7 separate regions of the Mus musculus genome follow, and regions 2, 3, 4, 5, 6 and 7 are each linked to region 1. Evidence: chromatin contacts called from public ChIA-PET, Hi-C, HiChIP or PLAC-seq and promoter capture Hi-C data. All regions are on one chromosome and are shown on one strand. Each heading gives the region's core, a stretch centred on a gene start, on an enhancer-like site or on the middle of the called end of the contact. The rest is flanking DNA. Distances are from core to core; before and after follow the strand shown.

Region 1 (3,767 bases), core at 326-2,825:
TTTAACAGCTGAGCCATCTCTGCAGCCTGTAACAAGTTTCTTAATGCAGCAACAAGAAGGAAAAACAGTGTGCAGTGTTCTGATAAGAGTTTAGAAGGCTCATCAAGTAAGGAGCTAACTGCCAATCAGCTCAATCGAGAGGTGGGAGAAAAATTCTGGAAAGTTGTCCTCTGACCTCCATTCAAGCGCCTTGGCACATTAGAGCCCCCCAACCTCCCTCCCCAAATATATATATATAAACTTTAAAACATGGCATGTTTTATAACAACACTCAGATCACTAACTTAACTCTGATAAACTGGTTCCTATTTAAATACTTCCAAATGATAATCTTTTGCAACTTACTATAAAATGTATTTACTACGACTGCTCTAGTTTGCTGTAAGGCACCGAACCTAACACAAGGGAGCAAAATCCACTTTGATCCAATAAGGGTCAAACTTCTGTGATGTAAGCACAGTGTAAATTCTAAATACTCAATGTAACTTTCAGCCCACAGGGATATGCAAAAGCCAGATATGACCTTAGTACAAAGGTCTTTGACCAAAAACAGGGCAAAGGGTGACTGTAATTCTTAAAAGACGTGAATTCCCACTAGTCAGCAGGTCTGAGTCAGCATACAAAACCAGGGTCAGGCAGGGTTCAAGTGCTAGTTACAGCAGGATTTTACCACTGCAAATGCAAAGCAACAGCTGTGACAAAAAAACCCATTATCTTAGCTTCTATCTGACAAAGGAGACTAGAGTCAATTCTTGTCAGAAGTGTCATGTCGCCCTAAGAAACGCTAAGGGTGACGACTCTGGTTTCTCATGTGCCCTGGATCCGAGTCTTCAAATCCTTTCAAAGCAAAGGCGCCGGAGATCCATTTTGGTACGGTAACTCCACACACAATTCATTCTGCTCAATAGACAACAGGTAAAAACTGACAACCAGAAGGTGGGCACTAGGACCAGCTGGGCAGCCTGTAGGGGCCAAGACAAAGGTTAAGCTAAAAGTCGTAAACATGGCCGAGGCGCTGCCATCCTCTACCTAAGCTAGCTACAACAATCCGCACAGAAGGGAACAATTGACGCCCGCCCACCCACCCGCCCGCCTTAGACTCTTTCCTGCGTGATGAAACATGGTGCCTCGGAACGAGCATTCTCCAGGCTTCCATCTGCCCACTCGGGGAGGACGGAGAGGCGCTGGGCGGAATGGCCAGCACCACCGGATACCACGGGCCGCCGCGATCCCGCGGGTGGCAGACAAAGGGAACCACGGGCCACCGCGATCCCCCGGGGCCTGCATCTCCCGAGCTGTGGGCGCCTCCCTGCCGGAGCGCGCCGCAGCACCACAGGGCCCTCGGCCGGAGCCGGGCCGCAGCTGCCGGGACCCGGACGCGTGGAGAGCGCAGGACCTGGAGCTCGGCAGCCCGCGACCCTGCTTCAAGCCTCCCTTCTCTCTGGCCCGAAGCTAGGGCAGCACAGCGGCCTCCGCTCCCCACCGCACCCCACCCAGGACTCACCCACGGCCCGGGGCGCAAGCCCGCAGGACGGCTGGCGAGCGAGCCCGCGCCCGCGCAGGCGCAGACTGGTCCGACCCAGGCAGGGGCGGGGCGGGGCGGGGCGGGACGTCGTCGAGCCACGTGACCAGGGCCCTGCCTCGCTCAGGGTCTGGGTAGCGCTATAGCTGCCTTGTACTGCGTCCGGTCCGGTACTGACTCTTGTCGCACCTTTTGCCAGGCTGTGGGGGTGCCGCTAGTCTCCCCGCCCCCCTGACTTAAGCTGAAGTTATACGGTGGCCTCGTTGTTCCACAAAACAGCAAGCGCGTCATTTAGCGTGTAGTCTGTTGAGATCCAGGGCTGTAGATAGCGCGTGCGTGGAGGCGCGAAAGCTTCTGATGAGGCGATCTCAAAGCTTGGTGGAGAGCTCTTTGTCACCGCACTTCACAGGACACCTGAGTTGTACATGAGGTCATACAGCTAGCCTCTTTTTCCTTAGATGCACACACAGTTTGTGGAGTCTTGGAAGGAGAACCCTGCTGTGAGTTAGGAGAGCCGGGTCAGAATTATAGCCGTGACATCCCTTGAGTGACTTTTGGCAAGTTATTCGTCTCTTCCATGAGTGGGTTCCTCCATGTTGTGACATTTGAACAATGGTTCTGATTTGCAGAACCACAGGCGATAAATGTCAGTGGACAGAAAGGACAAAGTCAGCCTTCGTGGGCAGGCTCTTCAGCAGACTCCTGAATGTGCGACCAGCTTGCCTCTTAGGACTGGGATTATCTCACCATTACACACCGTTCCAGGTGGGTGACCCAGCCTGCTTAGTGTTTACAGGTTTCTGAAGCTGTCGGAAACCACGCCTCCTAGGCCACGCCTTCTAGCGTCAGCAAACGGGAGTGTCAATCTTGGTATTTCAAAGCCTCCTTTAAGGAAGTTTGCCTAGAGATCCAGTCAATGAGTTCCTAAGAGGAAAAAAAATTACAAAACATTTCTTTTTTAAAAGAAAATAGATTTATTCTACTGTTAGCACATGTGTATAAGTACCCAGAGAGGCCAGAATAGGGCTTCAGATTTCTTGATCCTGGAATTATTAAAGGCTGTGAACTGTCCCATGTGGGTGCCAGACTCAAGAAGAGTATATGTTCTTTTCTTTTTCTTTTTCTTTTTCTTTTTCTTTTTTTTTCCAGAGCTGAGGACCGAACCCAGGGCCTTGTGCTTGCTAGGCAAGCGCTCTACCACTGAGCTAAGTCCCCAGCCCCTTTTTTTGTTTGTTTGTTTGTTTGGTTTGGTTATTTTCGAGACAGAGTTTCTCTGTATAGCCCTGGCTGTCCTGGAACTCACTCTGTAGACCAGGCTGGCCTCGAACTCAGAAATCCACCTGCCTCTGCCTCCCGAGTGCTGAGATTAAAGGTGTGCGCCACCAACGGCCCGGCACAGTGTATGTTCTTAACTGAGTGACCAAGCAACCTCTCCAGCACCCAACCCTCAAGTCTTAAAATAAGTTCCTGATTTTGGGTTGGGCCACACTGCTAGTGTCCTCTGCCACACGTACAGTCATGGCTCCCTGAGGAGGTGCCAGCTGTGCAGCAGGTACCTCCAAGGGAGGTCAGAGTCTGATGGACCCAAAGCCTACAAAAGCAGAAGTATGAGAGGCTTTCCCCTTGAGAAGGTGTGGGAACAAAAAAACGGGGCCCGGGGGAAGTGGGAAAAGGGAAAAAAGGCCCACACCCCGCCAGAGTTTCCCTATCCTATGACCACCGGGGTTCAGACCTCAGCTCGACTGGAGACCAGCCTGTCTGTGCAGAGCCCAGTGCCCCACAATAAGGAACCAGGGACAGATTCATGGGGTAAGAGGTGTTTGAACTGGGCCTCAGGGTGATCTGATGGAATATGGGCCAGAGAAGGAAGTCACCTCAACAGTGGGAGGGAATAAGACAGTAAATGCCAGATAGTGGGCCTGTTAGTGCAAACCTCCCTCCCCTGTCATAAGCACAAGGGACAGGTTTTTGGATCTCATGGTTTAGAACAACCAGGCAACAATTGGGGAAAGGGCATTTACCTCAAAATTATGTTTGCCTTGGCTTCTGTGAATTTCTATTCAAATGTATTATTCAAAAAGCAAAGAAACCAGGCAGGTATCCAGTGTGTTCATAAGCATAAATAATTAATTTCAGATTAGAATGGAAAGGTTATTCTCCTGTGTGTGTGTAGGGGGGGGACATAAAGGGAAAGATTGGAATTAAACATACAGTTAGGGATGTAACCGACGCAGAAGAGTGTCCC
Region 2 (3,767 bases), core at 951-3,450, 980 kb after region 1:
GTCGTCCACAGACCACAGTCTGCTGAGTCTTGTTCTAGAGACCAGCATAATGACCCACAGGCAGAATCAAGGAGGTGTTTAGTTAAAGCTAAACAGAAGAGAGACGTCATAATTAAAACAAGCAGTATTAAAACATGTTCCGTCAGTGAATCACAAATTCCTAATGGTGTCCAAGTATGCAAACAATCAAATGCACAAATTGAATATGGGAATCCATACATAATCCATATATATAGACGAGGGTGGTATAGCTGACAAACCTCAAAGCTGCCTTCATTTGTCACACTCTCTCAGGGCCCGAGCTGCCACTTCTAACCAGAAAACGACTTACCAAACATGAGAAAACTCTTCTAGGCCCATCAAGGAATGCTCAGGGTTATTAAAGATGTTCTTTCTGATCTTCAAACAGGCTCTGGAGTGGCTACAGATGGATGGCTGCCTTGGAGTGCCAATCTTGGCTGGGAAACATGATTCCAAGTACCCTATTGGCTCAGTTAAAAGATTCCCTATGGAAGAAAACTGGATGAGAATCATTACTCAAAGGGTCCAAGAGGTAAGAAAACATGTTTTCCTCTCAGTATTGACTTCATAGTTCTAAAATCTAGGTACAACACAACTATTAAAATCATGTTTAAATAAAGTCCTGCTATGTAACTCATGCCAGCCTCAAACGTATACACCTCCAGCATTAGCCCCATCCCCTAACTGCTGGGATCACAACTGTGCACCAGCATACCCACCTCAATTTTTACTTATAGTCATAAAAATTCATAAATTATATTAATACATGTGTTGATTGTATATTATGCAGTATAAACTATAATTTATAATTATTTCTTTTTATGTTCTTTATAGGGACACTCCAGATCTCCATTTTATTTAATTTGCATCAAACCTATCTATCCTATTATATCTTATTAGCACAACCAGTAAGATCTAGCACTAACTCTCACAATATGTTTCCTTGCTTTTTGCTTATACAAACTCTTTTTACTGTTGTGATGTATTAGACCTATTTTAAATCCTTGGGAGACAGAGGCAGGCAGATCCCTGAGTTGGAGGTAAGCCAGAGCTACGAACACACAATTTTTTTTTTTTTAAAGTCTTTAGGTGTAGCTCAGGTATACCCAGAACCCTTCCTGCCACAAGAAGAGGGCAGCACAAAGTGGAGATTCTTAGAGGTTCTAATTCATTACCTCAAAGCTCTAAACCAACAAGAGGACAGCCTGGTCTACAGAGTGAGCACAGGCCAGCCGGGGCTTCACAGAAAAATCCTGTCTCCAGGGTAGGAGTGTGGAGACAAAAATACTCTTATACAGAGGGGGGAAAAGAATATATATATATATATATATATATATATATATATATATATATATATACATACATACACATATAGTATGTATGTAAGTTAAAGCATAATACACCTGCCAGCCACTCCAAAGACCTCAGTGCCACTTCTTGCATCTCTGTCGACTGCTTCCAGGAGCTGCAATCTGATCTTTATCATCGTTTACTTCCTTTCAGAAAGAGATCTTATCATATGTACTTTCGAGCCTAAACAATACATTTTGAATTCTATAAAAGCTGACACCACCCTGTAAATTATCTATATAAACTGCCTTTCTCTCTCCATCTATATTGTGTGCGCTTCTGACAACTTTGACGTTTTCTCCAAGAATATTTACAATTACTACTGTATAGTTTTTGTTTGTTTGGGGGTTTTGTTTTTAAATCCTCATCCATGTACTGGTGGGAAAAGATTAAAGGCGAAGAAACTTGGACCAAATGAGGGCATCAGTCACACACATCCCACCTTCCTGTAACCCCCTACGGAAAAAGACCACACTACACACGTGGCCGACGCAGCTACTGTACTGAAACTAAGCCCAGACCACACCCCGTGTACCAAGATCCTAATACGTCACTCCCGTTAGCCTTAGCATGTCACGTGGTCGTCGAGACACGTGACCCTTACTTTGGCGGCAAGGACAAGAATGTACGTCAGGTGGCTCGCGTTCTTCTGGCCAGGGAAGCGGGCCGCCTAGCTTAGGGTGCGGCGCCACCTTTTTCCATAACGTTACCTGCCTCCAGGGCCGGCTGAACGCACCCACATGGGGCCGCCGTAGCACACGAGCCCTGCTTCTCCAAGCCGCGCATGGTTACAGGCCGCTGAGTCGTCCGCGCGCCCAACGCTGATTTCCGCTTCCGCGCGTTAGGCTTTGGCGCCTGCGCAGTTGTCGCTAGGTGCCGGGTCTTGGAGAACGCGCTCAATGGCGGCCGAGCTGCCGCGTGGAGGGTGGGTTCCCGGACGCCGTGAGGCCCATCATTCACCCACCACGCGGCGATGGCGGCCTCGCGACAGCCTGCACCATACCCTCCGAAGGTGGGACATGTGGATAAAGATGTACACGCAAAGATACCCTTGAATTATAAGCGGCCTCGGTGACCAAAAATAACCTTGAGTTTAAAGGGAAAGGATGTGAATGTCCATCTATGATCACATAGCAAAAGAACTGGAGTTTGGGACTTTTTTTTTTCCATTTATTGTGTGCGCGGGAGCATGTCAAAGTCAAATGACAAAATGCCGGAGCCGATACTCCTCATGGCCGCGTAGCTCCCAGGATCAAAGTCAGGTCGTGTTAGCCGGTTCCTTTACTCGCTGAGCCAACTAGCGGCCCAAGAGCTGGACGTTAAATGTTTAAAATTTCCCTTGGACGTGGGCATACGTGTTATATTTATCACTCCCCTCCACTTTTTAAGTAATAACTATTTGTCGGAAAAGGGCAAGAAAATCAAGAATGGTAGGTGTTACAAGCAAGCTAGGCTAGAAGTTATTAAGTGAGAACGTTTGTGCTCCAAACCACTGGAACCGAAATAAGGATGAAGAGCCAGCAAAAACCGTATTTTCTCTCCCTGCTCCAATTGCCTGCTCTTTAGCCACTTGTAAGATTCTTTAACCGCCCCTCCCCCCCAAAAAAAGATTCTTTAACCCAAACTCTTTGCATACATGATTATGTTTGGGGATTTCAAAATCTTGTTGGTTTCGAAGAGAGGGGGGAATCCACCTGACATTACCTGTAATATAAAATATTAAAAAATGCGAATCCACGGATTAAAGGCTTAACCGTGAAAAGCTGTTTCCAAGTGTTTGTTGTCACTGACTAAACAAGTCCCTAGTAGGAAATAATCAGTATTAGGAGACAGGTTTTTGAGAGAAAGTTGTGAATTCTTAAGTTAAAACTGATACTGTGCCCTCTGTCAGTTTTGTCCATGAAATTTCCAAAAGTTTTTTACCCCCCTTTTTCTTGTAGAAGATAGAGTTGTTGTCTAGCTGGAGAAACAAGTTTGTGTGCCTTTGGGCAACACGTACACGCTGTAAAAATGGGCTAAGCTGCAGTTGCCACTAGTCGGCGCTGTTAATAAGACAGTCAAAAGTGAAAGGGGCTTGCCCTCCATCAAGATCTGCCACTCACTGCGTCTAATTCCCAACTCTGCCAACCACTGAGACTCAAAACCAAGTAGACTTGGAGATACTAGACCTAGGAATCTGTCATTAAAAATAGCGGAGCAAAAGGAGCTGGAGCGATGGCTCAGCAGTTCAAAGCACCAGCCAAGTTTCCAGAGGATTCAGGTTTGATTCTCAGTACCCACGTAGTAGCTCGCAACTTATGGTAACTCCACTTCCAGGGGATCTGATGCCTCTTCTGACCTCCACAGGCACCTACACACACATTTAAAAGCTGGGCCTGATGGCTCATGTTATAATC
Region 3 (3,767 bases), core at 940-3,439, 790 kb after region 1:
AAACCGCCAGGTCGGAAGAGTGGAAACACACCAAATCCCAAGTTTCTAGATAGCAGCCAAAGGAGAACCTTAAGCCGGTTCCAACCCTGCTTTGGCAATTCCTTTCTACACAAGGCTTGGGAGGACAGGGGGACAACAGCCTCTAGCAGAAAGGATTGTGGTGATAACTAGTATTTACTCCGAGGATTCTATACTAGACACTTGTCAAAAAAAAAAAAAAAAAAAAAAAAAAAACACTTTAAGAGGATTAGAATAACTAGACCTGAAAGTGAGCAAACAGGATAAGCCTAGCTGGGAAGTGTCTTTAAGAAGCGCCCTGAGGACCTAGCCGCAGAAGCAAGGAGCAGAAGTGATTCCCTGTGACAAACAGAAAACGGCAAACGGAAGGGAAAACTGCCAAAGCCCAAGGGTTAAAACTCACACCAGGGTATAAACCTCTGAAGGAGAAAGCCCTTTCTCCCCAGGCTGGTGAGTGAAATGAGGGGCAGGGCGTTCAAACGAGATACGGAACTCACTTGCTTCCAAGGGCAACAACACTTACCAGGTAGACTGACCGACCCTGCCTAACTTCGGCTATTTTTCTTTTTCCAACCCAGGGTCTTGAGCACACCAGGCAAGCACTTGACTACTGAGAAACATCCATGGCTCTCCTAGTTTTCAGAGTCCAGGCCTCCCTAACTTGCTCAGGCCGACCTGGAACTCTAGCCCTGGCAGTTCTTGAACTCAAGATCCTCCTGTCTCAGCCTCCCCAGCAGCTCTGGTCACAGGCCCAGCAATCAGGCTACTACTTCGGCTACTTCTAGCTTTCCTAGTGCTCTGGACTTCTCGTGTGGAACTGAACTATACTGTCTCTGCACTTGCCAGGCTGTCTGACGTTGTAGAAACTCTCATGACTCTAGACGTTGCCAGCAGGTAGATGGACATTGGTAAGCCATTTATCCAACAGTGTCCATCCGCCTACAAATAATGAGAAACTGAGGGTGCAATTTCGGACTTACAAGATCTGCACTATAACCAACAAAGATAATGAAAAGTACTTTTTACTTTACAAAATGGTAAGTAAGGGCTTTCGATTTATTTTGAAAGATTCAAATCTAAGCTAGTTAGTTACAAGCCAGCTCTGCTGGTCAAGAGCAACAAATCAAATTCAATGGCAAGTCTAAAGGTACAAACAGCCATAAAATATACGCATTATTATTTATACCTGCTGCCAAAACAAGTACTTAACACACACACACATATGTGTGTGTATATATATATAAATATATACATACATATGTGTGTATATGTATATATGTATATACATACACACACACACACACACACACACACACACACACACATATATATATATATAGTGGAGTTGTGAAAGAGGGATTGAAAAGAAGTAAATTACTTTTGTAGAAATAACTCGGGTGAATTACTCCAAAGAGCAATACCAGCAGCCTAAAGCACAACGGACATTAAAACCGGAAAACAGCAAGACAGGGGCTACCCTAAAATGCCAAGTATAGCCAAAATGAACCCAGGGCAACATGCCACTCAGTAAAACAGGGTTACCAAGCCCTGCCCTTTCCATTTTCCAAGGTGTCCATAAGAATACAATAGAGTAACTCCCAAGTGCTAGGCTCTGCGAGTGTTATTCTACTTTGAGCCCTGGAAGGCGCGGCCCATGTAAAAGACTGGGTCAGGGTCAGTTCTGCTGGGTGCTGGCCTGGGAGACGGCGCAGGCTGAAAGCTCTGCACCATAGACGTGCCGGGCAAAGGGCACGACAGGGAAGGCCAGGGACCACAGAGACGCGGGCGTGCTCGGCTGTTCCCGCACACCGAGCCAGAGCGGGCGGCCAAGGCGCAGCGGGAAGGCCCGGGATGCGGTCACAAACCCGCGGGAGGGAGGCCCTACGCGCGCCCGTGGAGGGGACCCCACCTCCGGTGGCCGCCGCCGCGGGGTAGGGCCGCGCAGCCAGCCGAGCCTGGCGCAGCATCAGTGCCCGCTGTCGCTTCCGCTCCACGCTCGCGCGTACGGCGGCCGGCAGCTGCGCGGGCTCGTCCGCGGCCACGGGCTCAGGTGACGTCTGCTTTTCCTCGGCCGTCGCCATCGCCTACACACTCCGTAGGAAGGGAACGCGTATTGTTGGTGAACAGCGGAGCCACAAGTACCCGGCCCTACTCCATCACCAGGCAAGGAGAAGAGCTACGCATGCGCAGTCGAGGAGTCCTGGTGGAAAAGCCTATGAAGGGCGAGGCAGTACGCCTGCGCAGCCGAGGAGTGGTGGCGGAAGAGATGATAGTGCACTTGTTGACAAACAATCCGGACTAAGCGATGGGGGAGAATCAGGACTTTAAAGTCATCCCTGTGTTCCAGACCAGCCTGAGCTACATGAGACCCTGTCTCCAAAAGTAAAGAGAACATGGAAAAGAGCATTGGGAAAGAATGGCTGTGTGACAGCTAAAAAGCATGAGAAAACAGGAAGGCAACAGAGAAAAGTGGGACGTGGTATGAGCTCCAAACCCAGCTGCGGGCCATGGGTAGAGAGCCAAAGCCATAGCCACATGGAGAGCCAGACAGCCCCATGACAACAGACTGGCCATTCTATACACAAATGAAACCCTTGTTTTCATCCAGTGGGGGAAACGTGATGTGGCAGTGACTCCTCCTGTGTGAGCCATCTTTCCAAAGATGGCTTTGGAAAAGAAATGCACATTGTTACTCCCCGTGTTTTGGACCGATGTGCCAGGGGGCTTGTTCATAGCATAGCTGCTCCCGAAAACCAAAAGCTGGAATCTACCCAAATGTCCATCAACTTTTGAATGGCTAAACAATGCATAGTATTACCATACAATGAACTATTTTTCTTCAAACATGAGAAAAATGAAGCGCTGGTCCATGCTACGACATGACTGAACTTTGAAAATGTTACTCTAAGAGGAAAAAGCCATTCACAAATGCATATGTTTATGTGAAACTCACAGAATAAGCAAGCCCGCCATAACAGAAAGCAGTCCAGAGGTTCCTAGAGTTTGCAGCTAAGGAGTAACCAGGAGGAGATGCTCCTCTGTAGGTATGAGGCTGCCTCCTGAGGTGATGAGAATTCTAGAACTAGACACTCTTGATGATTGTGCAACTCTGTGGATGTATTTTCTGGCCAGAGCAGGGAATCTGAGCACCAGAATTATAAAGAACCCCACCTCCACCCCACCCCTGGGTAGCACCAAACCTTAAGTGGCAGCACCTGTGATGACCACCACAGTCTCTGCACATTTCTGGCTTGGTGGCTGAGGGAATGAGGTAACAGGATCTCCCCCAAAATAACCTCTGAGAGTGGCCAGTGCTCAGAATCCTCTCCCCCACAAAGCACCGAATCTGACAGGTTGCAGGGTGTGGCTCAGGTGCGTCCTGAGCCCCAGTGTTTTGAAACTCTTGGCAACTTGTTCTTCCTTTCCAGGTTAACTCCCTCTCCTTTGGCTCAGGGACTTTTTGTGATAGAGTTTCAGGTAACCAGGTCTGAACTGTGAGCTGGCGCCTCAGCTCAAAGCAGTCTCCCTCTTCAGAAAGGAAGAGTGCTCGCCCTCATCTGTACACTCCACTGGGTGACAAAGGCTACGGGTTTGCTCAGAGCAAAACACATGAGTCACTTGGTGGGGGTACAAAAGGAAAAAGGGCAGGGACAGCAAACCAGGGGCCCTGTCCTTGCCTCTTCCCATCCTGTCTCGAGGAAACCATGACTGTATCCACTTTCCCACATTATACCTCCTTCACCTCCCAG
Region 4 (3,767 bases), core at 578-3,077, 740 kb after region 1:
TGGGCCTGAGGGTGTTCGATGCCCCAGTGTAGGGGAATGCCAGGGAGGGAAGGGTGGGTGAGTGGGGAACACCCTCATAGAGGCAGGGGAGAGGATGGGACGGGGGTTCCGAAGGGGAGACCTGGAAAGAGGAAAACATTTGAAATATAAAGAAAATCATATATATATATAATTCTTGTTAGCCAGATATTTTATTTAAGCCCTATTAAAAAGTCTCCCCAGTATTGCATTTATGAATAAAAAAGATGGGGGGAGCTGTGTGGCTCAGTTATAGAATGCTTGCCTACCATCTAACCATGGAAAGAATAGTTAATAAATAAAATTGACTAGCATGTATTTTTTTTTTAATTGCCCTTTTAAACTTGTTCAGGTGCGACGGGATTGGTATGTGTATGCGTTTCTGTCATCCTTGCCCTGGGTTGGAAAGGAGTTGTATGAAAAAAAAGATGCAGAAATGGACCGAATCTTCTCCACCACTGAAAGCTATCTCAAGTAAGGCCTCGCTCGCCCGTGCTTCCTTGTTTGCATGAAGATGTCCTGTTGATGCAATAAATGCCTTAAGTTCTCTGTTGGCAATAACACCACTTCATTTCCACTTTTAAAAAACAAAACAGAACCATCAGGTTATAGAAAATGTTCATTTAATTTCATTCTCCTGCTGCCATAACTCACTAAGACCTCAGTACTTTGTTAGAGCGACAAGTTGGTAACGAGTCTTTTAAGCTGTTTTCATATGGTCATGATAGAACACTGCAGTATAACAGCTCCTCTAGCTAGAGTTCTAGTGTTCGTAAGCTCAGAGTCACCTGTGGCTCAAAGTTACCCCTCTGCTAGGCTACTGAGTTGACTGGCAGAAGTTCAGACATGTTACTGATGTGTTCTGAATAGGAGCACTGCCCTGGCACAGTTTTATTTCATACATGTTAATTCTAAGCCAAGCCCTTCCCCAGGCCAGTGTGAAAAACAAGCTTTATTTTATTAGGTCCAATCAAACAATGGGCCTTATTAGTGAGCGTCCCTAGTTAGTTCACACCAATTATGTCATTAGACAGTGAATGGCCCTGAGCTCCTTCGGCTTCCATAGACCGACTTCTGTCATACTTCTTTGAATACCGTTAACATTGCTTTGTTTGGTGCAAATGAACATGACATCTAAAGACTTTTTTTACATATCTGTGTGCATGTAAATGTGACTGTGGAGACACATGCTGATCTTACACAGATGTCAGTAACACAGTGTGTGAACACTTACTTGCATGCATATGCACTTATTTCCATGCTTTTTTCTTTGCAGTTATATAAAAGCACATGGTTCCATCTGATTGGGTTTATTAACAGTATTATTATTATTTTTTTGAAATAGGACATAATTTCTCTTTATTAGTCCACACTATGTGGATATTTATTCTGTGCAGGTTCCTGGTACGATAAACAAGATGGGAATATTCTTGTGTATATGTGTGCACATATATTTGCAGCTGTATTTATGGGGATATGAATTCATGGAAATGACATTGTTGGGTAAACATTCAGAACAGTTGAGATTTTGACAGACATCGTCAGATTTGCCATCAGTGTTTGAGATACAGAAATACCTATATCCTGATGATCTGTAAGCCATTATCAAAAATGTTAATCTGCTGATCTGATGGACAGAAATGTTTTTCATTGTTTTAGTCAATCACGAGAACCATTGAATGGCTTTTACGTTTTAAATCCTAAGTGTAGACTTTCCTTTTATCTTTAGAAGACGCCAGAAGACTCACGTGCCCATGTTACAAGTCTGGACTGCCGACAAACCACATCCACAGGAAGAGGTGAACTGATTTCCATCTTGTAATGTAAACCTAGTTCTTGAGTAGATTCTTACCTCTGTAACGTGCTTAAACTGAGTCAGTGACATGGCTCGGTGGGTCAAGGTGCTGCCGCCAACCTGGCCCGGCACTGGGTTCCCAGGACCCACACTGTGGAAGAAGGAACCTGATTCCTAAAGGTTTTCCTCTGAGCTCGTATGTGCTCTGTGGATTGTGTGCTGCACAAATGAGTAAAACTACAACCTCAGACAATGTTCAGCCTGTTGTACTTGTACGTCTTAGCTGGGTTTCTAAATACTTGAGCAAGGAGTTCATTTCCTCAGAGTCTGAAGCATAGAGGGGCTAGTTAGTAGATGTTAGAATGTAATTGAAACAGCCCCTTGCTTTTTAGAATACCAATTTCCAAAGACTTGACAAGTTTTATATCGAAATACTCAAGTAACAACTCCAGGTGTGCTTCTGAAAACAAACTGCTTCAGTAGAAAGGACAGTGGGCCTGCTCAGTAGTTGAGGACGGCCCGAGAGAGAGCTGGGGGCTACAGGAGAGTGAGTCTGCTCAGTAGGTTGAGGGTGGCCTGAGATAGAGCTGGGGACTACAAAGGGAGAGCAACACCTGACAGGAGCTGTCCTCTGACCTACATGTGACTCTGTAGCAAGTGTGTGCACATTAATGTAATTTAAGATTTTAAATAAAAACAGAAACTTAATACCATTCCTTACTACTGTATGAAATACTAAACTAGTTCACTTTGCTGTGCATTAGATGGTAGGCTTTTCTGTATTGTTTAGCCAAAATGTATCTATTAAACATTAAAATCTCTTTTTAGTATTTAGATTGCCTGTGGGCCCAGATTCAGAAATTGAAAAAAGACCGGTGGCAGGAGAGGCACATCCTAAGACCCTACCTTGCCTTTGACAGCATCCTCTGTGAAGCTCTGCAGCACAACCTGCCTCCTTTCACACCGCCGCCCCACACAGAGGACTCCGTGTACCCGATGCCCAGGGTCATCTTCAGGATGTTTGACTACACAGACGACCCAGAAGTACGTGAGTGCCGGACACCTCCAGGGAAAGCCTGGCCTGAAGCTGCACTTGTGACTTCGTTTCCTTTGACTAATATTTTGAGACAGGGTTCTTTCTCTGGAATCCAGATTGGCTTTGAGTTTACAAATTCTCGGATCTCAGCCTTTCAGGAGCTGGGATTACAGACTTGTACCACTTTGCCCAGCTCTGAAATTACCTTTGAAACTTCAGGTTTTTGTTTTTGTTTTTGTAACATAAGAAGATTGGAAATCAATTTAGTGTTTTAATTCAGCAAACTTATATCTCATTGTTTTAACAGTCTAGAGGGTTAAGTTGAGAGTCAAGTTAGCTAGCATTTTCATGCAAATACTACCTGGGCCCACATGGGAGTAATTTCCTTCTTTTGCCTTGTCCTTGTATCTCTAGGCAGGTTAAATTATTATCACATGTAAGATACCTTGAACAATGACTCTTCTAGTGAGGGCTCAGTTTTAGCTGTAGGGTAGGGGTGTGTTGTGTGCTTGGGGTAGCCAGAGGTTGGCTCCAGCTGCCAGTCATTGCTCTTCGCCTTTGCGGGATGGGTTGGCAAGGTCTTTCAAAGAACCTGGAGCCCACCATTGTAGCTACACTGAATGGCTCCTAAGCCCTACAAATCTCCCTATCTTGAGGTTCCCACAATGCTGGGGATAGAGGTACATGCCACCTGGTCTGGGGGTGCTTCCACTGAGCCATCTCCCGGGCACCATGTTTAGTCAACGTTTAGTGTATGTCTCTCTGCAGCCCAGTCCGTCTTCATTGTGACTATCCTCCTGCCTTGGCCTCTTGAATTCTGAGACAGTACTCGTGAACCATTGTGCTGCCTGTTTCAGCTTTTCCCCTGAGAAAGGGTCCCTCATAGCATTGTGTTTGCTATTGCACTTGAGGATGGTC
Region 5 (3,767 bases), core at 949-3,448, 700 kb before region 1:
TTGAAGCTCCAAACCTCCCTAGGATTTCCCCTACACAAGCCCCACCCAGTCTAACAGCACAGGAGAGTGAAATGCTTTATTGATTAAATGATTATTCAGGCGATTGAACTAATCAAAGAGCCCATCGACCGCCATGAATTACATTCTTCGTAGTAGACAGCTTGTCGGAGAGACAGCCACTCGGACCCCTCTCTTGACTCACAGGCGTCCATCCCGGTCCCAACAATAAACAACCCAGGCAGGCACAGAAACCTTTGGGCATCCCACCACTTAGAGAAAGGAAGCTTGTCTGGGAGTTAAGAATGGAAAGGGAATGGAGATCCTGGTTTCTGCCTCTGAACTCTCACCACAGTGATGTTCCTCTGGCTCCTGCTCTCACTTGTTTTGTTTTTTTTTTTTTTCTATCATGGCTTTTCTGGACCCAGAGCTATGCCAGGAAGTCACCCTGGGTTGGTGGTCTAAGTTTTATCTTCTTGACTTTATCAAAGGCTTGAGTAGAACTGAGATCTCATAGATAACCCAGAAATGAGAAAAGTGGGTTTCCTGCCATTGCTCAGAGTGTTAGTGTACAGGTTGGCCCAAGAGTCTAAGGAGCAAAACAGGATGGCATACCATGTTATGTCTTAGCATAGACAGAGGCCTACTGCCCTGCCACATCTCAAACATAAACATATCCTGCTACCCACTGCATGGGCCTCTGGGAGGCACAGGGGCACTGTGCCAAGAAGGCCTGTGTACATACAGTAACCCCAGCTGAATGACCAGGCTAGGCTCACATACCCACCCACTTGTGCTCTCCTTCATTGGAGCAGCACCCACAGGACAAAGCCTGAGCATACAGTGTGACATATATACACACACAATGTCAGAGGCTAATCTAGGTGACAGCCTAAAGGCAAGGGATTGGAGTGTGTGTGTGTGTGTGTGTGTGTGTGTGTGTGTACACTGTCAAAATGTCATCAGTAGTCCACAGACTGTTCTTACCTACCAAAGTTGTGCTTGCTGTAGGAGACCCTTGTACACAAATGCTAAATGCAACACTACACTAATGAGACAGTGCACACTGCACAGTGAGAGCTTAATTGCCCTGAATTCACATCACTTTTGATTCTATCTCTCAATATTATAAGACTTAGGCCTGGCAGCACATGTGTTGTATACTATACCCCTAGTAGGCCCCAGAGCTATACCAGTGCTAGAGACAAGCACTTTTGTATGTATTGGTATGTACACATTGGGCAGCTGTTGACATCCAAAAATGGAGGGGTCAGAGAACCACCTCTTTCTTACTTCCAAAATCACTTGGGATATAGAGATGACCAGACCTCTTAAGCAGTAGATGTCCAGTGAGTGAGATGCTTATCAAACTATATACACAGAATTTACACAAACACACATCTTGGAGTCTTAAAAAGAACGCACACAAACACTAACTCATAAACACATGCTAATATGCTCAAGGCAAGATACAAGCTAGTAAAGATGCCAACAGGCGTACAAACTCAAACTGAACACCTATTTGGGGTAACACAAACTCCTGCACACATTGATCTCCTCAAGTGAGCACACAGATCCAAACTTGAACATCTCCAGATTAACACCAACACAAGTATCAGAAACAGAATCAAACAAAACCAAAGAAAACAGGCCTCCTTGAAGACACCTTGACGGACTAGTGAAAACCATGTGAACGCACTGTAGAAGGACAGGCCTTTTCCTGAGAAAACTACACACACACACACACACACACACACACACACACACAAACACACACACCTTTCTTCTTGCATGGATATTAGCATGGATACTAGCACTGGGTAGTGTCCCAGAGTAAGCATGGATGAATCCCGTTTCGCGGTGTTCCTACCTGTCCTGATGGTCCGAGGAGTCGGGTAATTTTTCTCTAAATCCATTTCGATATTTCAGGACTTGATGAAATGGACAGCGAGGAAAAGTTTCCACTTTTTTTGGGGTGTCTTTTTTCCTTTTCTTTCTTTTTTCTTTTCTTTTTTCTTTCTTTGTTTTATTTTCTTTTCTCCCTCTTTTTCTTTCTTCCTTTCCTCTTTCTTTCTTTCTTTCTTTCTTTCTTTCTTTCTTTCTTTCTTTCTTTCTTTCTTTCTTTCTTTTTTTTGGTGCTGGGGCCCGCTCACAAGTCGGAATAATTGAAGCCTTCCGCTCCCCCGCCGAGCTGGGGTAGCTGATCACTGAGCTGAAACTAAACGTTTTAGGTGGAAAAAAAGCGTCCGAAGGCACCGTGAAATGATTAAGGAACTAAAGAGCTTCTCGCCATGTGAGATCATGTCCTGTTCTCGCCAACATCACAAGATGTCCCCAGACACGTCGCGCCCCCGGCGCACCGCCCCGCACTGCGGGCCAAGAACCAGGGAAAGGGTGTCAGCTCTGCGGCCTGCCCAGCGTGCCAGACGGGGCGGACCAGGCCTGGCCGAAGGTGTGCAAGAGGCCCAGAGAGCAGCAATGCCGCCTCGGTGCCGCCTTGGACTTTTATAGGGGGTTGGGGGCAGGGAAGGAAAGATTCAGACTGCGCCCGGCCCGGCGTTAGTCGCGCGCCTAGGGGAAGGAGAACCTGAGTCACAGGGTCGTACCCGCTTCCAAACCTGTGTCTGGGGGTCGCGGCCCTGTGCGCTTTTGCTCTACATGTAAACTCTGCTTTGTGAGGGCCAGTAGGCCCATTTTTTTATTTTAAAGAAAGAACAATTCTGCCAAGCAAGTGGTTTTGAACCCTGTACTAGCACAATTGTCAACCACAGGGGATGCTCCAGCATCCTCAGATTCACCCCTAGGGCGGCGCCCGCCCTCGGGGTTCCCAACTACCCCACCCCCAACTCAATTGCAACCTCCATAGGTCTGCTGGGCTCATCTTCCAGGGCAGCTTCAGATCACTACAGTATCTAGGTCCCATTCAGCCACCAGGTCCCAGATCTCCCCTTTAGAACTCGACCCTTTTTACCCCAGAGCCCAGAGGTTCAGCGGAAAGCTGCTGATAAAACCCGGTCCTCTGCTTTTGGAGCACCCGGGCCAAGCAGAACCATCCTAGCAGGCTCGGAGAACAGGCAAAAATTCTGGACACCTTACCCAGGCCCCTAAATGGAATCCCACTGCCCTCGGGCCAAGAGACCTTGTAGCATCCCCGAGTTCCCAGACTTGATTTTCCAGAGAGAAAATCGGTTGCAGAGGAACTAGGTAAAGGTGTGGTGTCCAACCTCGCTCCCTGCCGTCCGAGCTCAAGCCTCCTCTACTCTGCTCCCTCCCCAGTCTGAATTCCAAGCGGCTGGGTTTGGCCGCGAGAAGCCTATAGAGCCCCGTTGCGGGGGTGGTCGCAGGGGAAGGTTCTCCAGGGCGGGTGAGCGCTCTAGGGCCACTGGACAATGGCAGTTTCGGAAAGTGAATCGCTCTCCGAGAGTGTTTGTTTGATTTTTTTTTTTTTGGAGGGGGGTGGTCACGAGGCTGGGCTGCAACCTAGGGGAGAGAGCCTAGAGTTCGAGGATAGGGGGAGGGGTCAGTGGGCACCGGACATCGCAAATTCACTGAGCAGATTTCGCCACAATTGGAAACGTGGCTGTGGATTCCCGGGAGTCCCCCACCCCCACCAAGTAGTCTGCGTAGTCCCCTGTGCCACCCCTCCCTGCAGCCTGTGGGTCCGGGTCTCATCTGCGGTTTGATTTTTGGCGGTCCTGGAGCTTTAGACTGTCGTCTGCGTCCGGGCCTCTGCTCCCGCTTCCCGCCCTTCCGCCTCGCGGGTGCCGGGA
Region 6 (3,767 bases), core at 770-3,269, 680 kb after region 1:
ACTGTGTGACATCGCAGGTAAGAGACATCACGGGAGAATATCTATTTATGTATGTATGTGTGTGCATGCACATGTACATATACATCATATATATATATAAAACCATTCAAACACACCTGGTCACAAAACCACCTGTTGTTACCGTGAGACCACTCCCCAGAGGAATGGGACTGTAGCCTAGGGAGGGACAGGGTGAGAGTCCTTTCCTAGACATTCCCACCAAATTCTACCCGAGTCACCTCATATAAGGCTTGGAGCACACACAGCTGTGCCTGTAGAGTGACACGCCCACGCCTCTTATTTGTCCTCTCCACACTCATGAGATCTTCCTTCCCATCTTCCCAGGCAAGCCCGAGTGTAGTCTACTACTGCAGACTCTCTGCCACCACAGCTGAGCCCCTGATCCACGCACCCTGCACCCCAATCTCTCTGAGGTTCACTACAGGCTGTAGCTGTCACCCTACCTGCCTCTGCCCTCACTGTGCCCTGGCTCAGTAAGTGGGTGGTATGTGGGAATTACTGCAGACCAGTGGCATAGGAGAGGGGAGGGATGACAGAGGTGAGCTGGGAGTGGTATACTGTAGGGAGAAAGGCAGGTTGGCCCCAGAGACCCAGTGGGTTCTGTGTCTTCAGTAAAGGAGGAGGCAGTGGAGGAAATACTGTTTTCCGTTTGGGACCCATACCATCTGAGTTTCCATGGGCCACCCAGATGGAAGTAGCCATGCATGATAGCCTAGCTTTCTATAGGAGGTCTCACCTGGACATGGTCAGAGAGGCCAGGCCTCAGGAAGAACACAAGGCAAGCAGAGTCTGGGTTCAGGAATGGAGTGAGGCAGGCCTAGCATGGGGCCCATCAGCCAGTCACATGTGGGCAAAGGAACAAAGGACTGTGAGAAGCCAGGCAGACTGACTGTAAGAGAGCCAAGAAGGCAGAAAGGGTTTCAGGCTGCCCGAGACCGCAGAGCTGAAGCCCAGGCCAGACAAAGCTGCACCCAGTCTGCCAGCCTCTCGGGGTGCTATGCGTGGCTCTCGGTGGCATGGAGGTGGGAGGAGGGGCTTTCCTCTGTGAGCAGCGCTGCTGGGCAGTGATTTAAACTGTGGACGGGTGATCGTGGGTGGTGGCAGTGAAAGCCAGGTCACAGGGACCCGAGGAGAGATCAGACAGAGCAGGCAGGTAGCCTCTTAGTCCAGACAGCCCTTTCCTCAACAGAAAGAAACTGTGAAGGACAAAGGTGGCAGGATCCAGAGAATGGTTGTCACTCTTAAGCAGCAGTGAAGGGACAACTGGTCACAACAGGAACCCAGCCATGCCTCTCAGAAGCCAGGTTTGCCTCACAAGGCTCAGTGGGTCATGGAAGATGCCAACAGAGCCATACCAGATCCTTCAGTGTGCCTGTTATACTTCAACCACCTACCTTCCCCATCATGTCCCTTGACTTCTGGTTAATCTGTGCAACTGAGAGAGTAGATACCTTGCCCTGCCAGTCTCTATTTACTCTCCAGGAGCTGTATTTATCTGGGGCCTCCTCCGAGTCCCTGCATAACAACATTATCCTCATTAGGGCATGCGGGATTAGTAAATGACCACTGTCAGAGCAGGCTCCTGCCCCAGCATGAGCCACAGCAGAGCAGCCCTCAGCTGAGCTGAGCGTCTGCAGCCACTCTTGAAAACATTTTCCTTGTTGTTCTTGGCAGACTGTTAGGATCTGTCTAAGATCCCAGGCCCCTGCGATGGCGGGGAAGGATCGGGAGGCTGTGTGTCCACCCGAGTTAACTGACTGTCCTTCAGTGCCTATCATTCCGCTTCAGCCATTACAAGGTGGCAGTGGAACATTTGCTAAGTGACAAATGTGTCCCAGGTGCTGTGTAAGCAGCTCTCTACCATAGCACTGGATTTGTTGACCGTGACAAATCCTATGAAGTAAATTCTATTATTGTCCCCATTTTACACCAAGACACCAGCTGTCCCTAGTGCTGGGAGAGAGTCAAGGGGCTGAGATGATGCCAGGCTTTTGGCCTTGGGTAAAAAAGCAGAACCAGGCAGTTGGAAGCAAGCTGTCCTGGATCGACAGAGGCATTGGTGTGGTCAGCCCACCAGAAGGCGACAGTTTGCCCAGGAAGGGATAGATAGACTCTAAAGCCCAGAGAGAGAGGTGAGGGGTCTGCAGGCTGCCTCTGGTCTCCATGTTCTCTCCATAAGATGTTTCCACGAACCAAGTCTTCACTAGGTCCCTCACATACGGTCCCAGTTACCCAGCTTTCCTACCCACTGTGTACCCAGCTGTGGACTTGGTGCTCATGAAAACAAAATTAAGGTGCTGAGGAAACCACTCTGTCCTCACGGAGCAGCGCTACACAGGCCAGTGAGACATGGAATGAGTGAGTAAGAGTGCCACTGTGAGTGGGACAGGAAGAGGGCAAGAGAGGCGCTTGGATTAAATGATAGGGTCACAGGAAATAGACATGGAAGACAAAGTCAAACAAGTGAGGGTGATCTAGGGACAGCATGTTAGGGGAGAGGAAGCTTCAGGTGGGACATTCCGGCACAGTGAGAGCTTCCATCCAGGTCAGGAAGGTGCTTACATAGGAGCCTCAGTACCTGGAGATGTCAGGAGCCTGTCGGAAGCCACAGAACATGCGATGCACTGACCAAGAGGTCACACAAGAGAGGTACATGGTTGACAGTCCACGCACTAACTCATTGAGTTGATATACATTATGGAACACCCATCTGCTAGGACTAATGGATTCCATTCTCTGCCTTTAGGGGCCCAAGAGTAGGACAGGTCAGAAATATGTGACTTCTGAAATGTGAGTTCTGCAATGCAGAGCAGACTCTGGCAATGCAAAGGTCTTGACCTGTGGCCTATGTATGACTTTAGCTTACCGGACGTTGGGAGCCAGCTTCAAACTCTTGAGATTAGCAACGTCTCCTAGACTCACTCAAGGATTTTGTCCCAGCTGGGTTTTAGAGACCCTTGCATTAGGACAGGAATGAGGGAAGGAGACCCACCCTTCCCACCCTTTGCAGGGAGCACCCACCTCCCAAAGACAATGGGCCAGGCCTTAATGGGCTGCCCTCAGGTCGTTGGTGGCTTCCATGTCTCTAAGCACCCATGCTCTGATTCTGAGACTGTCAAGGAATGTGCCTCGCCTTGGAACAGTTTGCCAGCTCCCGGGTTCCGGGCCAGAGCCAGCTTCAGTGCCAGTACCTAGGATGTGAGAACACAGCTCTCAGCCCCCACTCCACCCAGGGTGGCGCGAGCCCCCAACAGCTGGAGAAGCCGAGGGTGTGTACACTGATCACACTGCATTCTGAGTGGACTCACAAACGGAAGGAGCCCTGCCAAGACAGAGAGAGGAAACTGAACTCAATGTTCTTTTTTAAGAGTTCAAAAATAGTCCTTTTCGAGTTTTGAGGAAGATCTACAAAAAAAAAAAAAAGGGGGGGGGGCGGAAAGGAGAAAAAAAAGTCAAGTTCCTTGGTGCTAACAATCGGCTGAGACCTACAAAGAAGGAAGCAACAGAAGACATCAGGGTTTCCTTTGCATCGAACGCTCCTGGGGGCACAAAAACAAGCCAGAGAGAAAGCCACGCTGTGTTCCTAGGGCCACTAGGCTAGTAATGACGATTTTGAGCCAGGCTCTCCCCGCCCCCACTTTTCCTTCCTTTCAGGAACCCAAATTTCCTATGATCTGCCAAGTGGTGCCCTTCCTTCTTCAGCCCGCTATCAGCACGTAAAAACCATCTCTCCAAATATGCTCTTA
Region 7 (3,767 bases), core at 915-3,414, 630 kb after region 1:
CAAAAGTCCCCCACATGCTCCCCCACCCACTCCCCTAACCACCCACTCCCTCTTCTTGGCCCTGGTGTTCCCCTGTACTGAGGCATATAAAGTTTGCACGACCAAGGGGCCTCTCTTCCCTGTGATGGCCGACTAGGCCATCTTCTGCTACTTATGCAGCTAGAGACACGAGCTCTGGGGATACTGATTATTTCATATTGTTGTTCCACCTATAGGGTTGCAGACCCTATTTAGCTCCTTGGGTACTTTCTCTAGCACCTCCATTGGGGGCCCTGTGTTCCATCCAATAGCTGCAAAGTCATGATTTTTATAGCCATGTCTTTCAGCAGCAGAAAAGAACACAGATCCCTGAATTGTACACAACCAAAGGAAGCCTTTCCTATTTCCCTGACTTAAACATTTCCATTCTTAAAGCATTTATGTTTTTTGATGGAAGGATAAAATTAGTGTGATGTGAGGTCGCTTGACACACACATGAATTTAGCCACTAGCCTGTATTGAAGTCCGGAGTCCATTCCCAGTGGACCAGAGCCCTGCCTGTGAGAGACTAAGGTAGCAAAGTACCAGACACAGCTGGCAGAGCACCTGGGAGCCAGAGACAGCTGTCTTTAAAAGGCTGGAGGAGAAAGAGCAAAGTGGAAGGATACGCACTGTTGCATATTACATATGTGGTATATGGTATGTGTCCATATTGTGTTGATATATTGGGTATTTCGGTAAAAATAGGCAAGAAGTTTGAACGAACACTTCACAAAAAAAGAAAATCCAGCTGGCCAATAAACAAAAAGGTGTCAGCAAATGTGAACACAGGGCATTGGTGTTGTGGATCAAAGCCTCAATGAATGCGGCTCCTCTCTACCAGTGTAGCTACAATGTAGCAATTCTTGTTAAACCGAAGTGGTTTAACTTAAGTGGGAACCACTTGCAAGTAGCATTAATCCTCTGCTCATCTCTCCTAGAGACTCAACTCTCCAACTCAGCTTCCTGCAGACCATGAGAAAGAATAATCTGAGCCACACTAATATTCTGAATTTCCACTACTAGCAAAGTACACTTTTAAAATAGGATGCATTCATATGGAAATACCATATTATGTTCATATGGTAAATTCGCTGGGGATGAAACCTATAAATTGAACAGTAGGAAAGAATGGTGCGTCACAAATTAGCCTCAGCAGCGAGCAAGAGGCACCAACCTGACAATAAGGGCAAGACTTCTGGAAGGGTCCACAAAACAGTGTCTTAGAAGGGAGAGGTGGGTGACTGGGGAGCGGGGTCAGGCTGTTGGTTGGCTTGCACAGGTGTTCTTACTATAAAATTCAGAAAGCTACACACTAATATGTGCCCTGAAAGTATTTACACCCACAACAAAACGCTTAAAAATAAGTCCTTGGGAATAGTAAGTCCCTGCTTTGTTTAAAAATACACCCCACTTCTCCCTTGAAAAGGACATTCTTAATAGGGCGAGGGTTTTATAATACAGTAATGCATTAGGAAAATACTTTTCAGCGTTTCTCCTTAGGCATCTAGGAATTAAGATTTCCCTCACCAAAAAATACGGTAGGATAATCCAACGGAGATGTTCCCTGTGCCTGTTTGGATTCGTTGGTAGGAGCCGTTTGTTTATTGAAACACTTAAAGGCTTCGGTTTGGGTTTAAGTGGTTTGTTCTGGAGAGAACACATTAGCCTTTTAAGAAGGAGGAACTTTCATTCCGATTATTTTAAGTGGTGATTTCGGACGCTCCAGTCTCAATGCTGTGTAGGGAGAAGGCGTTCAATTCTGCGTTGGAATTGCACGTCCACAGATGGTTATTAAGCCCTGGGCCCGTGCCAGTCCTGGCCGAGGGGACAGGTTGCCTCTTCAAAGGAAGCTAGGTGTAGCTGTGCTGACTTTACTGGAACATTCTAGACGAGAGTAAAGATCTGCGCGACTTTGTCCAGATACCTCCAACGTAGCATAAAATCAAGTTGGAGAAACCGAGAACAAGGCAGGGAACCACACATTCCCCTGCCTCCGGGGCTGGGGTGGCCCTAGATCCTAATAGCGAGTGTTGCTCCCAGGCCGGGGACCGCGCAGCACCCTGTCGCCCCTGGTAGAGCAGGAGGGCGGGGAGGGCGGCGGGTTGGGGCGGGGCGCGGTGACAGCAGAACAGGGCCCGCCCCCGGCTTCCCACCCGCGGCCGCCAGGGAACTCGCCAAGCCCCGCGTTCCGCTCATTGCCGCCGCCCGCGCTCGCGCCACCCCGCATCCCGGTAAGACCCCCCGCCCGCCATCCCTAGGTCCCCCTCGGCCTCGCGGGGCTCCCTGCCGCCGCGCCGGGGCGCAGCCATATCTGGGCAAAATATTCAGCTGTCGCAGCCGCTGAGAAGGGACTGAGCACGGTTCCCTCTATAAATAGCCGCCGCCTCGGGTGGCCTTCGGGGATCGGGGTCCGGTTCCCCAGCCTGATGATCGGGTCGCTGGCGCTAAGCGTCCCTGCAGCCTGATGCGCCCAACCCTAGTCAGGGCGCCCGGGGCACTAGACCTGGTCTCCCGGGGACCTTGGGAGCCGCCCGGGGTGCCTTGGGCATTGGCACGTTGTGAGCTGGTCACGAGCCCTCCTGGGAGTCTGGGGAGGAAGGGGATACACGCTCGGGGGACGCTGAGTCCTCTGAGCACCGATCTGGCCGGCGCCTGAAAAGTTTCCCAAACTGCTGGAACTAGCTGAGGTTTAAAGCACCAGCTGCGCTTGCCTCGCTGCGCGCAACCAGGTAGAGGCAGGAGGCCACTGGTTGTCTCCAGTTTGAGGGGCGGCCTAGGCAACCCTCCTTTCTTTTCTGGATCTCGTTTTCCTGTTTGTAAGGTGAAGTTAGGGTCCTTCAAAGAGATGGTACCCGGGGCCACGAGAGTGGCCAGGGCGTGCTCTGAACTGCCTACACTCCCCTGCACCTGTTCTGCAGTTTCAGGCAGGGTAAGGATGCTGAGGACACAGCTGCAAAAGTCAGAGACTTTGGTGGCTCTTGGAACTCAAATCCTGGCCTAGGACCCACTGTGGCCCTCGGAATAGCCTGGGAAGTGTGCCTGGGGTGTTTGGGAGCATCTCTAGGCTGAGTTGCTAGCAGCACCTCGGCAAAACAAGTGACCAAATGAACTGGGCAGGCTCAGGCAATTCAGTTCCCTGTGTGGCACCTGTGATAACTCCCTTAACCCGGAACCTCCCCAGCTCTCTGTTTAGTTACCTCTCTCAGCTTTCCCCATGAGATTCCGAAGACCTGGCAGAGCCAGACTCTAAACCCAGATTCTGGGTTCTTTCTTAGTGGGGGCTCCCTCCCACAGGGTTTATCTTTCACCCTGGGTCCCACTGTTGCCCCTGTAAGGGCTTCAGAACCCTTTGCTCAAGGTCATGCCAACCCCCACTGCAGTCTGCTTGCCTTTCCTGTCTCTACCGACCTTTCCTGGCAGGTTTGGGGACTCTGCACCCCTCTTTTGTGATCTGCTAATGTCTGGGACTTTCCCAGGCTGGAGTAATAGTGTGGAGAGTCTAGTAATAGATCCTGAAGATCGCTCCGTTTTCTCTAAAGCTATCTCCGGGCTTCACAGATAAATGAGTGAAAGGGGAATCACCCAATAGGAAGATTCTCACCGACTTCAAACCTCACAACAAACAGGCAGAGTGAAGACAGGGCGCCTGTCACTCTGGCATCTGCTCTCTAATGAGCTAGCCTTGCAGTCCACGGTTTAGACAGCCACTGGCTCTTGGGTGCCTCGCATCCTAAGTGGGAAGTTAG

The links. Promoter capture Hi-C pulls out the DNA fragments that hold promoters and counts their contacts. Hi-C and Micro-C count contacts between places; a contact is called where the count stands out from the background. ChIA-PET counts read pairs in DNA pulled down with a chosen protein or histone mark. HiChIP or PLAC-seq counts read pairs in DNA pulled down with a chosen protein or histone mark.
Region 2: a Hi-C map of uterus shows a contact between it and region 1, with 3 times the contacts expected there. The contact joins the promoter of Trmo here to the promoter of Slc25a51 in region 1. A contact is called at or near these places in 3 of 484 Hi-C or Micro-C datasets (CD4 T cells, CD8 T cells and uterus) and 2 of 115 datasets of contacts at active chromatin or transcription factors (cardiomyocytes and embryonic stem cells).
Region 3: a contact with region 1 is called in a promoter capture Hi-C map of pre-B cells, with 4 times the contacts expected there. The contact joins the promoter of Xpa here to the promoter of Slc25a51 in region 1. A contact is called at or near these places in 9 of 39 promoter capture datasets (the 3T3-L1 cell line, 3T3-L1-derived adipocytes, erythroid cells and 4 more), 4 of 484 Hi-C or Micro-C datasets (CD4 T cells, CD8 T cells and uterus) and 8 of 115 datasets of contacts at active chromatin or transcription factors (bone marrow-derived macrophages, embryonic forebrain, embryonic hindbrain and 5 more).
Region 4: a contact with region 1 is called in an RNA polymerase II ChIA-PET map of memory CD8 T cells, with 14 read pairs. The contact joins the enhancer-like site here to the promoter of Slc25a51 in region 1. A contact is called at or near these places in 13 of 39 promoter capture datasets (the 3T3-L1 cell line, 3T3-L1-derived adipocytes, the C10 cell line and 8 more), 5 of 484 Hi-C or Micro-C datasets (CD8 T cells, cortical neurons, forebrain and 1 more), 7 of 115 datasets of contacts at active chromatin or transcription factors (T-cell acute lymphoblastic leukemia, bone marrow-derived dendritic cells, embryonic hindbrain and 4 more) and 1 of 9 other capture datasets (pancreatic islet).
Region 5: a contact with region 1 is called in a promoter capture Hi-C map of pre-B cells, with 5 times the contacts expected there. The contact joins the promoter of Pax5 here to the promoter of Slc25a51 in region 1. A contact is called at or near these places in 5 of 39 promoter capture datasets (the C10 cell line, hippocampal neurons, pre-B cells and 1 more) and 1 of 115 datasets of contacts at active chromatin or transcription factors (the 230-238 cell line).
Region 6: an H3K4me3 HiChIP or PLAC-seq map of bone marrow-derived macrophages shows a contact between it and region 1, with 2.7 times the contacts expected there. The contact joins the enhancer-like site here to the promoter of Slc25a51 in region 1. A contact is called at or near these places in 6 of 39 promoter capture datasets (the 3T3-L1 cell line, 3T3-L1-derived adipocytes, embryonic stem cells and 3 more), 1 of 484 Hi-C or Micro-C datasets (cortical neurons), 8 of 115 datasets of contacts at active chromatin or transcription factors (T-cell acute lymphoblastic leukemia, astrocytes, bone marrow-derived macrophages and 4 more) and 1 of 9 other capture datasets (embryonic stem cells).
Region 7: a contact with region 1 is called in a promoter capture Hi-C map of second pharyngeal arch cranial neural crest. The contact joins the promoter of Tmod1 here to the promoter of Slc25a51 in region 1. A contact is called at or near these places in 8 of 39 promoter capture datasets (the 3T3-L1 cell line, cranial neural crest, embryonic stem cells and 5 more), 6 of 484 Hi-C or Micro-C datasets (adipose-derived mesenchymal stem cells, cardiomyocytes, cerebral cortex and 3 more) and 6 of 115 datasets of contacts at active chromatin or transcription factors (embryonic forebrain, embryonic limb bud, embryonic midbrain and 3 more).

What each region holds. Positions count from the first base shown.
Region 1 is chr4:45,407,191-45,410,957 of GRCm38.p6, forward strand. Slc25a51 (solute carrier family 25, member 51) reads right to left here and starts at 1,576. Exons shown (of 3, transcript NM_001009949.3): 1 at 1,505-1,576. Gm46852 (a long non-coding RNA gene) reads left to right here and starts at 2,200. Exons shown (of 3, transcript XR_001784277.2): 1 at 2,200-2,287.
Region 2 is chr4:46,387,237-46,391,003 of GRCm38.p6, forward strand. Trmo (tRNA methyltransferase O) reads right to left here and starts at 2,201. Exons shown (of 5, transcript NM_001347095.1): 1 at 2,082-2,201; 2 at 332-506. The coding sequence starts at 2,157.
Region 3 is chr4:46,194,122-46,197,888 of GRCm38.p6, forward strand. It overlaps Xpa (xeroderma pigmentosum, complementation group A), which reads right to left and starts at 2,190. Exons shown (of 6, transcript NM_011728.2): 1 at 1,928-2,190. The coding sequence starts at 2,099.
Region 4 is chr4:46,150,269-46,154,035 of GRCm38.p6, forward strand. It overlaps Ncbp1 (nuclear cap binding protein subunit 1), which reads left to right. Exons shown (of 23, transcript NM_001033201.3): 6 at 371-492; 7 at 1,748-1,817; 8 at 2,642-2,857. Among named protein-coding and RNA genes, the nearest start is that of Ncbp1, 14 kb to the left of the region's middle. Within about 2 kb of position 1,828, at least 21 of the 459 cell types and tissues checked have an H3K27ac peak or open chromatin away from gene starts, as enhancers often do. A contact at or near this core is called in CD8 T cells and memory CD8 T cells, where this site is marked.
Region 5 is chr4:44,708,496-44,712,262 of GRCm38.p6, forward strand. Pax5 (paired box 5) reads right to left here and starts at 2,199. Exons shown (of 10, transcript NM_008782.3): 1 at 1,868-2,199. The coding sequence starts at 1,913. RefSeq lists a promoter at 2,431-3,767.
Region 6 is chr4:46,083,647-46,087,413 of GRCm38.p6, forward strand. Tmod1 (tropomodulin 1) reads left to right here. Exons shown (of 10, transcript NM_021883.2): 4 at 1-17. Among named protein-coding and RNA genes, the nearest start is that of Gm52729, 8.5 kb to the left of the region's middle. Within about 2 kb of position 2,020, at least 56 of the 459 cell types and tissues checked have an H3K27ac peak or open chromatin away from gene starts, as enhancers often do. A contact at or near this core is called in bone marrow-derived macrophages, where this site is marked.
Region 7 is chr4:46,037,058-46,040,824 of GRCm38.p6, forward strand. It overlaps Tmod1 (tropomodulin 1), which reads left to right and starts at 2,165. Exons shown (of 10, transcript NM_021883.2): 1 at 2,165-2,252.